2 separate regions of the Sus scrofa genome follow, and region 2 is linked to region 1. Evidence: chromatin contacts called from public Hi-C data. All regions are on one chromosome and are shown on one strand. Each heading gives the region's core, a stretch centred on a gene start, on an enhancer-like site or on the middle of the called end of the contact. The rest is flanking DNA. Distances are from core to core; before and after follow the strand shown. Region 1 holds the start of SLC25A4 (ADP/ATP translocase 1). Region 2 holds the start of LRP2BP (LRP2 binding protein).

What was found. Hi-C and Micro-C count contacts between places; a contact is called where the count stands out from the background.
Region 2: a contact with region 1 is called in a Hi-C map of skeletal muscle, with 2.8 times the contacts expected there. The contact joins the promoter of LRP2BP here to the promoter of SLC25A4 in region 1. A contact is called at or near these places in 1 of 5 promoter capture datasets (fetal liver) and 1 of 47 Hi-C or Micro-C datasets (skeletal muscle).

Annotation. Positions count from the first base shown.
Region 1 is chr15:46,191,828-46,197,451 of Sscrofa11.1, forward strand. It overlaps SLC25A4 (ADP/ATP translocase 1), which reads left to right and starts at 1,671. Exons shown (of 4, transcript XM_003133345.4): 1 at 1,671-2,133; 2 at 3,399-3,885; 3 at 4,415-4,555. The coding sequence starts at 2,023.
Region 2 is chr15:46,441,865-46,447,724 of Sscrofa11.1, forward strand. LRP2BP (LRP2 binding protein) reads right to left here and starts at 3,792. Exons shown (of 11, transcript NM_001243566.2): 1 at 3,726-3,792; 2 at 3,708-3,723. The coding sequence starts at 3,739. ANKRD37 (ankyrin repeat domain-containing protein 37) reads left to right here and starts at 3,925. Exons shown (of 5, transcript XR_002339222.1): 1 at 3,925-4,271; 2 at 4,403-4,555; 3 at 5,403-5,494.

The DNA.
Region 1 (5,624 bases), core at 421-2,920:
TTTAAAATAACTAATATGTGGGAGTTCCCTGGTAGTTTAGCGGGTTACAGATCTGGTGTTGTCATTACAGTGGCTCAGGTCGCTGCTGTGGCATGGATTTGATCCCTGGTCCAGGAACTTCCACATGCCCACTGCCTGCGCCCACCAAAAATAAAAAATAAGTAAAACGACTAATACGTGGATTGTGTCTCAGGGAACTCTATATATGAAGCCATAATAAAACTGAACAAGTGACAAATATGTCCTCAGCTGCCATGGGCATATTTGGGGGGTTCTTGGAGACTGAGCCATATCTTACTTATATTGAATCCACAGAGACAAACTTAGTTCCAGGTACTCAGTAAGTACAGAAGTGTTTGTTGAGTGAATGCATAAATGGCTTTTGTGTTTATGCTGAATTCTTGACCTTCTGCCTGCTCTGACCTTGGTAAATTTGCACTTCGATAAGCTTTCATACAGTTCACTGGATTTCTGAACTCTAGCCTGCTCCAATCTCGGATAAACGCATACCCTCTGTGGTCCTGGCACCCAACAAGTGACCTCTGTTCTACTGGAGCCTCTAGACCCAGGGTGACACAGAGGGGCAGCTCGCTCAATACCAACACTATGTCTGTCTGCACTCAGCAGTAAGCTTGTGAAAAAATGAATAAACTTTGTCCAGTGTACAAAGGAACACTGATAAACTTAGCAAGAGAACTGAGAAGTGTAAAGAGTTTAGATCATTCTAGGGAAAGGAACAGATGCATTTGAAAACCTGTATGATTATATTACCTGTCTAAAAAAAATGAGTTAAGGAAAAATCAAAGCTCATAGTAATATGGTTGAAAAAACAAATTGCCATCAATTCCTAGGACTAGATAGTATATATCTCCCCAACCCAAGGTCTCTATTAAAAAGAGACAAGTACAGCTAAGGCTTCGACTTTCTCTTACTTAACATCCTGGTCACCCAGCTATTCCAATGGAAAGGGAACTGCACTGACCCTCTAGAAGCCGCCAGCTGCCTGAGAACATTCTGCCCAGAACATGTGCTGAGATTCCATTGAGAGCAGAGCGGAACATTAAGCCCTTAAGGGATTTACAAAAAGGAAAAAAAAAAAAAAAAAAAGGAAGGAAGAAAGAAAGAAAGAAAAAGTGTTCTATAAATTCCTGTTCTCAGTGTTATCAGGGGCTGTGTGTCACGGGGTGACAGCCTGACCTGAGAGTAAAGCAACATACAACTTGCTAAAACAGGTATTCACCTAGCGGCCCCTTGTATTTGGGCTGTCCTGGTGCCACTGGGTGCTGGGCACAGAAACATTTGATAGCAGAATGAATGACTGAAAGATTGAATGAAGAGAAGAGGGATTCAGCAGTTCGCCAGATTATATGAAGCAATCACGGCATCAAGTAAATTTAGTGTATTTATTCTGGCGGATCTTAATTTATCTGTGAGAGCGCACAACTCGGAAGAGGACCACATCCAGGCAGGGAGTTCTGGTGAAGGACACCGTTGCAAGGAAGAAGAAAAAATAACGTGAAATGCCTTGGCCAGTAGCGGGTCGCGTGCAGGCCGGAGGTTAAGGCGAGCCCGGCTGGAGGCCGCGGGTCCCGTGTCCGTGCCCAGGTCCGGCCCGGCCTAAGCCTCCTTGTGCTATAAATACAGCTGCCCACATGCTGCAGAGACACGGTGTTCCCTCTCGTCGCGGGACAGATAACATGAATTTGCCCTTTAAACGTCCCAGGTGGAGGCACAGCCCCCGGCCCACCCCTGCCTCCCGGAAGCGCCTTCGCCCCCGTTGCCCTCTGGAGAGGTGGGGGCGCCGGGGGGTCCGAGCACCTGCCCAGCCAATGCGCGGGGCGCGCACGGCCCCGGGGCCCTCCTCCTCTCGCGAGAGGCTGGGCGGGGCATATAAGGCGGGTTGCAGGGCGAGACAAGCGGCCCCTTCGCGTTGCGCAGGGACTGAGCAGGGGTGGCCGTGTCAGGCCGGGCAGAGAAAGCGAGAGCGCGGCTCCCGGAGGCGGTGTGCGCCCGGCTGTCACCATGAGTGATCAGGCTTGGAGCTTTCTGAAGGACTTCTTGGCTGGCGGCGTCGCCGCTGCCATCTCCAAGACCGCGGTCGCCCCCATCGAGAGGGTCAAACTGCTGCTGCAGGTGAGGACAGCGCGGGTGCGGCGAGGGGAGCGCGGGGCCGGACGCGCGGGGCCCAGGAGAGCCGTGGGGCGAGAGGGAGCAGGGCGCTGGGCTGCCGAAGAGCCGCGCTAGGCCCGGGCCCAGCGCACGGCCTGCGCGAAGGGGAAGGTGCCCTCTGCGCAGAGACGGGTCCAGCGTCAGTAGCGGATTCTTGGTGTCGGGTGGCGCCCCGCGCGCGGGTGTCTATATATGGAAACCCACCCCAAGTAGGTTGCAGCCAGCCAGATCCTGCTCCGGGGACAGCGCGGGCATAACTCTTAGGCCTCTTGGGTCAGACTCCTTTCTTGTCAATGTCCCTTGCACCCTCTTACCTGCATCCACCTTTTACAATAAAGACATTAAAATAATTATTACTCAAGGTTATCACGGTGTCCCGATCGCTGTACTCTAGACTGACATAACCTATTACGTTATTCATCTTTGTATGACCTCTGCAAGACAGGTGTTATTTCCCCCATTTTACACATGAAGAAACAGGTTTTGAGAGACTAAGAAAGAGTTTTCATCAACTTGGATCGACTTATCCTTTTCCCACATCTTTTCCTCTCCAGCCTGGTGTCTAAATGGCTTGTGCTCATCATCTCTTTTTTTTTTTTTCCTCCTCCACTTGCCCAAAAGGCAAGGGACCCTCAATGAGGAATTAGGCCTCCTCAGTTGGGAAGTCAGAATGATCACTAACAAGAAAACCCCCACAAATTGCCCAGCGAAACAACTCCTCAGTAATTAATTACTTGGATAATCTCCTTGAAAATTTCAGGCTGTAATACCTAGCAGATTCTTTCTACTTATGTTGGAGATCCTTCTACTCAGAGATCTTGGTTTCTAGGGAGACTAGAGACAGACTGAAGAATGGCCATCTCCTGCCCATCACGTCTATTAAGTCAGAGCAGGTGTCCTTTGGTGCAAGGATCTTTAATCATTTTTGTCCCCCAGTAAGCCCCTAGTTTAGTTCTGGCACCTAGGGTAAATGCAACAAATAAATGACTCCCTTTACACAATTAAAGCATCTCTTCCACTTATTTGGACTAGAACCTTTTCTCTCAAATGCCCAGATAATTAAGGCAAAATTGGATTTGGGGGGCTTATTATCCAAGTAGCTATTTGCTCATCATTCATTAGATTTTCCCCATGCTTTTTAAAACAGGGAAATCAAGGAAGTACAGACCTTATTCTCCTGTGCTCTTTCCTCCTCTCTGCCCTGCCTGTCCTCCCGCTCCTCCCCACAGGTCCAGCATGCCAGCAAACAGATCAGTGCTGAGAAGCAGTACAAAGGGATCATTGATTGCGTGGTGAGAATCCCCAAGGAGCAGGGCTTTCTCTCCTTCTGGAGGGGAAACCTGGCCAACGTGATCCGTTACTTTCCCACCCAAGCTCTCAACTTCGCCTTCAAGGACAAGTACAAGCAGATCTTCCTGGGGGGCGTGGACCGGCATAAGCAGTTCTGGCGCTACTTTGCTGGTAACCTGGCTTCCGGTGGGGCAGCTGGGGCCACCTCCCTCTGCTTTGTCTACCCGCTGGACTTTGCTAGGACCAGGCTGGCTGCCGATGTGGGCAAGGGTGCCGCCCAGCGTGAGTTCACTGGCCTGGGCAACTGTCTCGCCAAGATCTTCAAGTCCGATGGCCTGCGGGGTCTCTACCAGGGTTTCAACGTCTCTGTCCAGGGCATCATTATCTACAGAGCCGCCTACTTTGGAGTCTATGATACTGCCAAGGGTGAGAGAAGGGCAACGGGGTGCAGAGAAGGGAGGAGGGGTGTGTATGCACAGGGGATCCTGAAGGATCTCTGGCTCATAGACTTTATGTTGGTTAATCTCCTTTTCCCCTAGTCCCTGGGCTAAACTGAGGCTTCTCAGTGAGGAGGTGGTGAGGCGTGGATGCATCGCTAGGGGTTCTCCTTGCCCTCTACTGAAGTCAGCTCTGGCCTTGAGTTACTCAGAAAGGACAAAGGGGGGGGGGGTCAGCTCCCTCTATCGGTCACCGAATTGAACTCGGAGCCACTTCTTCACGCCCTGTGCACTGGGCACAGCTCTGGCTTCTCAGATCCAGAGATGGTGCCACCAGCTTTTGTTGGCTGCCTGGTTACTCTGGAGGCACTCATCACACATCAAGGGGCAGTCCTCTCTGGAAGGCTGGGGCATGGAGTTGGAGGTTCCGTGGACTTTCCTCCATCCCCACCTGCTTTTTGCTCAGCTTCTCAAAGGAATCACGTCATAGCCATTTGGCCTCTTGGCTCTGCCCACAGGGATGCTGCCCGACCCCAAGAATGTGCACATTATCGTAAGCTGGATGATTGCCCAGACCGTGACGGCGGTGGCAGGGCTGGTGTCCTACCCCTTTGACACTGTCCGCCGTAGGATGATGATGCAGTCTGGCCGGAAAGGGGGTAAGCTTGAGACCTAGCTAAATCTTGTTTTTCTGCTCAAGAAGAACACTAGTCAGTGCTCTTTGGAGCGCTCATTATTCTAAGTTGTTAAAATTATGTGAGCTTAGAATGATTATAATTATAATGACTCCTCCCTAACATTCTCAGCTATTCCTTTAGAGAAAAGTTTTTATTTTTTAAATCAAAGAAATGATAAGAACACCAAAAATGGGATATTTAGAAGTGAATTTGGAGTTCCAGTCATGGCTCAGCGGTAATGAACCCAGTTAGTATCCATGAGAATGCGGGTTCGATCCCTGGCCTTGCCCAGTGGGTTAAGGATCCATCATTGCTGTGGCTGTGGTGTAGGCCGGCAGCTGCAGCTCTGATTTGACCCCTAGCCTGGGAACTTACATATGCTGCTGGTATGGCCCTAAAAAGAAAACAAGAAAAAAAAGTGAATTTAACTAGATATCTAGCATCATTGAGGCCTTAAGCCCTTTTCCCTTGGAGTCTGGTTGCAGAAACAAGGGGAAAGAATTGAAGTAATCAGCTCATTTATTTAAAACTACTTATCTGTTATTACAAGTATTTGGGGGGAGGGTGATTTAGATGGGGGAGGAGATGGCCTGAAGGTCTGTTGGAGTAGAATTAGTTTTGGCTTCCATAGGTTGAAACAAATGAAATTGCCACTTTTAAAATAAAAAATAACTAAGTGTTTCATGTGGTGCAACTTAATAATTGCATCTCTTTTAACTGTGTTTTAACTTGGGCAGTGTAATCTGAGATTAGGCTTCAATTTTCTCATCTATAACAAAGGGGACCACCCAGCTTAATGCCTCCCCTCCAGCCTCCTCTCTTCCTGTGAGGCATCTGTGAATTAGTTGGTTCATCACCCCAATTCTTCTCTTGATCTTGAGTTGAAGTAGGAATGACAAGAGAGCCTGCCCAGCAGTTATGCAAGGGAAGGGGGTGTCCAGCTGAAGGTACATGATGCTGGGTCTAAGGCTCAGTGTGACCTTCCTTTTATCACACTGGTAACACTGTGCAGGTGTCCTTTGGAGGAAAAGTCTCTCCTCCAGAATTATGG
Region 2 (5,860 bases), core at 2,542-5,041, 250 kb after region 1:
GAAGACCAGAATTGTATTTGATTAGTTCAAGTAATTTTCAATCTGTGGATGTTTGAAAAACTGTTTAAAACCAAATACCATTTATTGAAATGCCATCTTCTATCTTTGAAAAGTTTTCATACATCATCCTTGGTGTGTGAGCTATAGAAATACGATTGTCATGCACCATTATTAGTAATTAATATTTAGTTACTTTTAAGGCTCAGTGGAATATGGTCAACATTAAGATAAATAACATGGCTACCTAAATAATTTAAACATCATATTCAGAAATGTTTGGTGAATATTACTTGAATATATTTTGGGGTTATAAAATTCTCATAAGATTTAAAAGTAATACATGTGAAACCAAGTCAACTAGTTGAAACTTTTAGTTTTACTTTATATTCCTTCACTTTCTTCAGAGCTAAAGTTTTCCATGACATTATTACTAAATGTATACAATTTAGTGAAATGTTATATAATAGTGATAAATGGAGATTAGTAGGTATTTGTAATTACTCCTGCTTTCAAAGCTATTCATTTAGGGAATATTTTCCAGTTATCTTTTTGGTCAATAAAGGCAAATAGGAAATAGATGAAATTAGCCTAATTCTAATTCAGCCTATCCAACAAATACTTTTATTTAATAAATTTCACCTACTAGCACATATTCATTTACTCAAGAGGAATTCCTTTTATAGAAGGCACTGAGCTGAGCACTTTGGGATATTCAGTTCTAGAAACAAGGCTACATTAATGGTCATCAAATGAAAGAACTGTTTTTCAATGGATTGTAGTAATTTTTTCTAAGGACTTTCTTCTGCTTTATTTATTTGTTTGTGTATTTATTTACTGCCTTTTCTTTTAGGGCCACACCCATGGCATATGGAGGTTCCCAAGCTAGGGGTCTTCATCGGAGCTGTAGCCGCTGACCTACACCACAGCCACAGCAATATGGGATCTGAGCTTTGTCTGTGACCTACGCTACAGCTCATGGCAATTCTGGATCCTTAACCCACTTAGCGAGGCCAGGGATCTAACCTGCAACTTCATGGATGTGACTTGGCTTCATTTTCATTGTGCCATAAAGGGAACTTTTTGCTGCTCCCAAAGGGAACTCCTCTTCTGCTTTAATCTTAGTATCTTTGAATCTACCCAATGATGACCACAATTCTTTAAAATATAGATATATAAGACTGTGGGCTCTGGAGTCAAACTGGCTGAGTTCCAGCTCCATCTCTTAATGATATGATCTTAGATAAGTTATTGAAACTCTTAAGTCTCAGTTTGCTTTCCTGTAAGACAACCTGATAATATGTATCTGTATTAATCTTGGGACACAGTTAAGTGCCCAGTTAATGCCAATTTAATGTACTTAAATTATATTAATATAATAATAAATTGGAATAGACATTAGTGGTCATTTAATATAATTTTTCATTTGTAAGTCTTTATTTCACATCACTGCTGTTCGTGTAACCATACTGCAACCAGACTGAACTACACATAGTTTTCTTAACATTGTTAAGATATTTTACATATATAAATCCTCTTCCCTCCTGGACTACCTAGGAAAGCGCTTCCCTTTCAAGACTCATTTGGTCACTTAGCCATCACCCAACATTTTTCTTTTTAAAACATTCCCTCTAAAATGGTATATTCCTTCTGGAAACACATCTATCAGCAAATTAAGCATAAGCAGAATTATCAATTCTTAGAAGAGTGCCTGTTGAATATGCATCTTAGACCATCTTCCACTCTAGAAAATTGATCCTACCGGCTACATGTTTAGTAAAAAACTCCAGTTACTTGCCAGTAAGATATTGTCCCCCAAATGTATTTATTCTGTATATTTTTTGTACTCTACCAGCTTTGTTTAGTTTCTAGAAAGCTTTTAGGCCCATTTCTAAGAGTAAACCAGATACTTAGCTGACATATAAAGAATGTTTTTGAAACATTATGAGCAATGGACAGGTGTGCAGTGATTAAAGGGGCAAAAGCTTTAACAACTACTCACAAAATTCTCTTTCCTCGTGAAAATTACATACGTAATAGGCAGCTAACAATAGTTACAAGATTCAATGCATGCTGAACAGAATCTTGTTTTCAAGAAAAAGGATGCAATATGGATGTGTAGCATCACACAAATATCCCATTGCATATGTTAACTGCAATACCTATGTCCAGAACTCTAGGAACGCTCTCATAATAATTCTATTAGTTAGGAATTCCTGATAATGAACATCTGTGTAAACCTGAAGCTTAATATATGCTTTGAAAAATAGTGCTTATCGAATTGAAAAACACGAGAAAAGGAAAATTGGCAACATGGACAGGTATTCTCATATATCTCTCACATTCTTTAAATATAAACAAGGTATTGTGACTAGTTTAAACATAAAAAACAGAACACAAGCATGATTCTATAATATGTTTGAACACAAATATACATGTTTATGTTCAAGTATGCGTATAAATGTTTAAAACTACCCCTTGGAAACAAAAGAGCAAAGAGCAATTTGCTCACCATCCAAGTCTTCAAGATTAACCTGCTGCAGCCATGGGCCAACAGTGCAATTGATGCCTCAGAGAGATTAAGATGATGCCATGATGGGCACTCTGCTTCAGACAGAGGAAATTAAAGGTGATAAAGGGATGCTCTGTGCTTTGGACAAACAAGCCTTCAGGCAGTTAGACACATTTCACCAAGAATTTTAACAAACTCTGCTTTTGCACCTTCCCATGCATAGAAAAACACTACAATCATTAAGCTGAGCTATTTGTTCTCTGTGACTAGCAGTGATCTTTTACCAAGATACATGTTAACTGCATGGATTTCCTAACAAAAAAAATCACATGTAAACTAGTCTCCTAACCACCTCTTAGGAACAGTTCCTCAGAGCTATTTGAAGGCTGTCTCCGGGGCTAGAGTCCTCAGTAAAGTCTTGAATAAAAAACTGAACCCACAACTCCCACGTTGTGCATTTTTCTCAGTCGACACCTTGGACCAGTGCATAGTTCAGTACTATGAATTACTACCAAATTACTTTATGGCTCTTACAAAATATACAATAAACTATAACCAACAATTGGAACTAAAAGGACACCGATCTCAGAGAACAAGCTTGTCCTCTAAAAGTATAGCAATAAATTATTTTTCACTCCTGCTTTCAAAGATGTCAGTAGATAGAAGGAGATCACTGAAGATGTTAGGGAAAATAAATATATGGCTGCAGCTGTAGCTTTTAGCAGGATTAATCTGGGGAAAAAAAAGTGCTGAGGAAAGAGTTCAGAGATTAGATGTGCGAGTCACTGGCTACAGTCTGAAGTGAGGAAGTCTTTTTCTAAAGTTTTACAAAAAGGAATGACTCCAGCTAAACAGTATAAAGAGCTCCAGGAGAGCCTTTCCCCCAACCCAGCTTTCCCCCAGAGCAGCCAAGAGGCAGTCGCCCCTCCACCTACCCCCAAACCCCCAGATCCCGCTTTCTTCCCCAAGTGTCCAGGGCCCAGGGGACAGAGCGAAGCCTCGGGCAACTCTGAACGTGCAGCTAAAGAATTGGAGGCTGCGGCCAAGGCGTCAGCCCCACGCGTGGTAGCTTCCAAAGGTGGTATTGCCACGGAGCGCCTCGTAGCTCCCTCGTTTCCTGGTTACGTGCGTGCCAGCAGAAACCAAAACCTCCGCCCGCGACTCCCGTTTCCCCAAAAGCACTAGAGCTGGGAACTACCGCGTCCGACGTGGGGACTCCGCACGCCTCATGGCGGGCGCTGCATTCCAGCCGCGCAGACTGCCGTCGCTCACCGCGCACGCGCACCGGGACTCCGGGGGAGCGGCCCAGGGCCCCGCCTCAGGGTGGGCGGACCTAACAGCTCCACCGCTGGCCAATCGTCTGGCGGATCCGCGCTGCCTCCGCCTCCTTCCTCCCCGCCAGCCTCTCTGGCTTCCCGGTTGCACGTGCCAGTGTTTTGTGTACGTGCGGCTGCAGCTGGGCGGAGAAAGGCCCGGAAGCCAAGGGTTGGGCAGCTAGGGCTCAACCAGAGTTGGGGCGCGGCGGGGAGGGGCTGGCCCGCTGGCCCTGGCGATCTTTAAATTCTCCTGCTCTTAGGCAGCTTGTGCACTCTTACCTGTTTGCAACGAGTGCCCCACCGTTTTGCTCTCCCAAGGACTCCAGTCCACTACTTTAGGCGGGAAATGCAGTTGCTTGATAGCAACCCAGAGGTGAGACTCAGGCCGCTTTTGTCCTGCAGGTTTAAGCTTCCGGAGGTCTGACTTCTTGGGAGCGCTAGCTAAGGTAATGGTGGATCAATGGACCCTGTGTCTTCAGAGCTGGAAAATTTTTGCAGGGGGGAGGATGTTCAATTTTGGGAGGGCGTGAGCCTGGACAAAGGCAAGAATGGTGCTGGAGCTGTTCTCTTCTCGCAGGTAGATATTCTGAAGCAACTGCTAGAGACGGGGGCCTCCGTCAACGCACCTCCGGATCCCTGTGAGCAGTCGCCTGTCCACCTGGCTGCAGGTGGCGGCCTTTCTTGCTTTCTTCTTTGGCAACTGCAGACTGGCGCTGACCTCAACCAACAGGTAACTAGGTAACTGATTGTTGTGTGCAACCCTCCCCTCCACCCCAAATCCCCTCAAACAATTCTTAGGCACCAGGATATTTAGTGGTTTCACTTTCATGAACTTGACCGTCTCAGCGATGTCCAATAGAAATAAGTGAGACACATAGGTAACTTAAAATTTTCTAGTCGCCATATTAATGAAGTAAAACGAAACTTGTAATTAGTCTTAGTAATTTAACCTAATTAATCCAAAATATCATTCTAATATGTAATCAATATAAAACATTACTGTTAAGTATTTTACATTTTCTTTTGATGTGTCTTCTCAATCCGGTGTGTATTTTACATTTATAGCACATTTCAATTCAGACTAGCCACATTTCAGGTGCTCATTAGCCATATGTTGGGCTGCTGGTTAATATACCGGACAGCATTTCGAAGGTCTACGATTCATTTCCAAAGGAACAATTGCTCCATTACCAAATGAAGTCTCAGGGTAGCTACTGACATACTTGTGACTCATGCTCATAAACAATATAATTTCTTACAGAACTGAAGGTAGTTTGCATCTTCCACTGAATATTAAAGCATGGTGAATTTTAAATTGTAATTTTTACTTTTATAGATTTCGATTTCGCTGTTATTCACTTAAAATTTAATGAATGTAGCTGTGGCTGCACATGTTTTTATTAATGACAACTCTATTTATTAGGGTACCAAGTGAACTTTATTTAAAAAAAAAATTAAAAAATTCAGTCCAGAACAATACAGTTCTAACTGGCTTCCTCAAACAATAGACTTTACCCAGCAACTTCCACAAGCAAGCGTTTTGGGGAGAGACTAAAATGTGCTGTCTTATTTGTAAGGATGTTTTTGGAGAAGCTCCACTACACAAGGCAGCAAAAGTTGGAAGCATGGAGTGCCTCAGCCTGCTTGTAGCCAGTGATGCTCAAATTGAGTAAGTATGAAATCAGTGGCTTCAAATTTTATATTTTCTTGGATTATACTAATCAGATCCCTGCAGTTTAATGACACGATGCTTGCCTAATTGATAATTTAGTATTATCATTTAAATGTCACCTTAGGCTATTAATGATATCTAATACTAGTTAATTTGAATAAATAAAGAATGGATCCTAAGCAATCATAGACGTAATTCTGTTCATGTTTTGTCAGTATTATATTTTAGTTCTGGTTTAGAAAACCCATGCTACAGGAGTTCCTGTCATGGCGCAGTGGTTAATGAATCCGACTAGGAACCATGAGGTTGCGGGTTCGGTCCCTGACCTTGCTCAGTGGGTTAACGATCCGGCGTTGCCGTGAG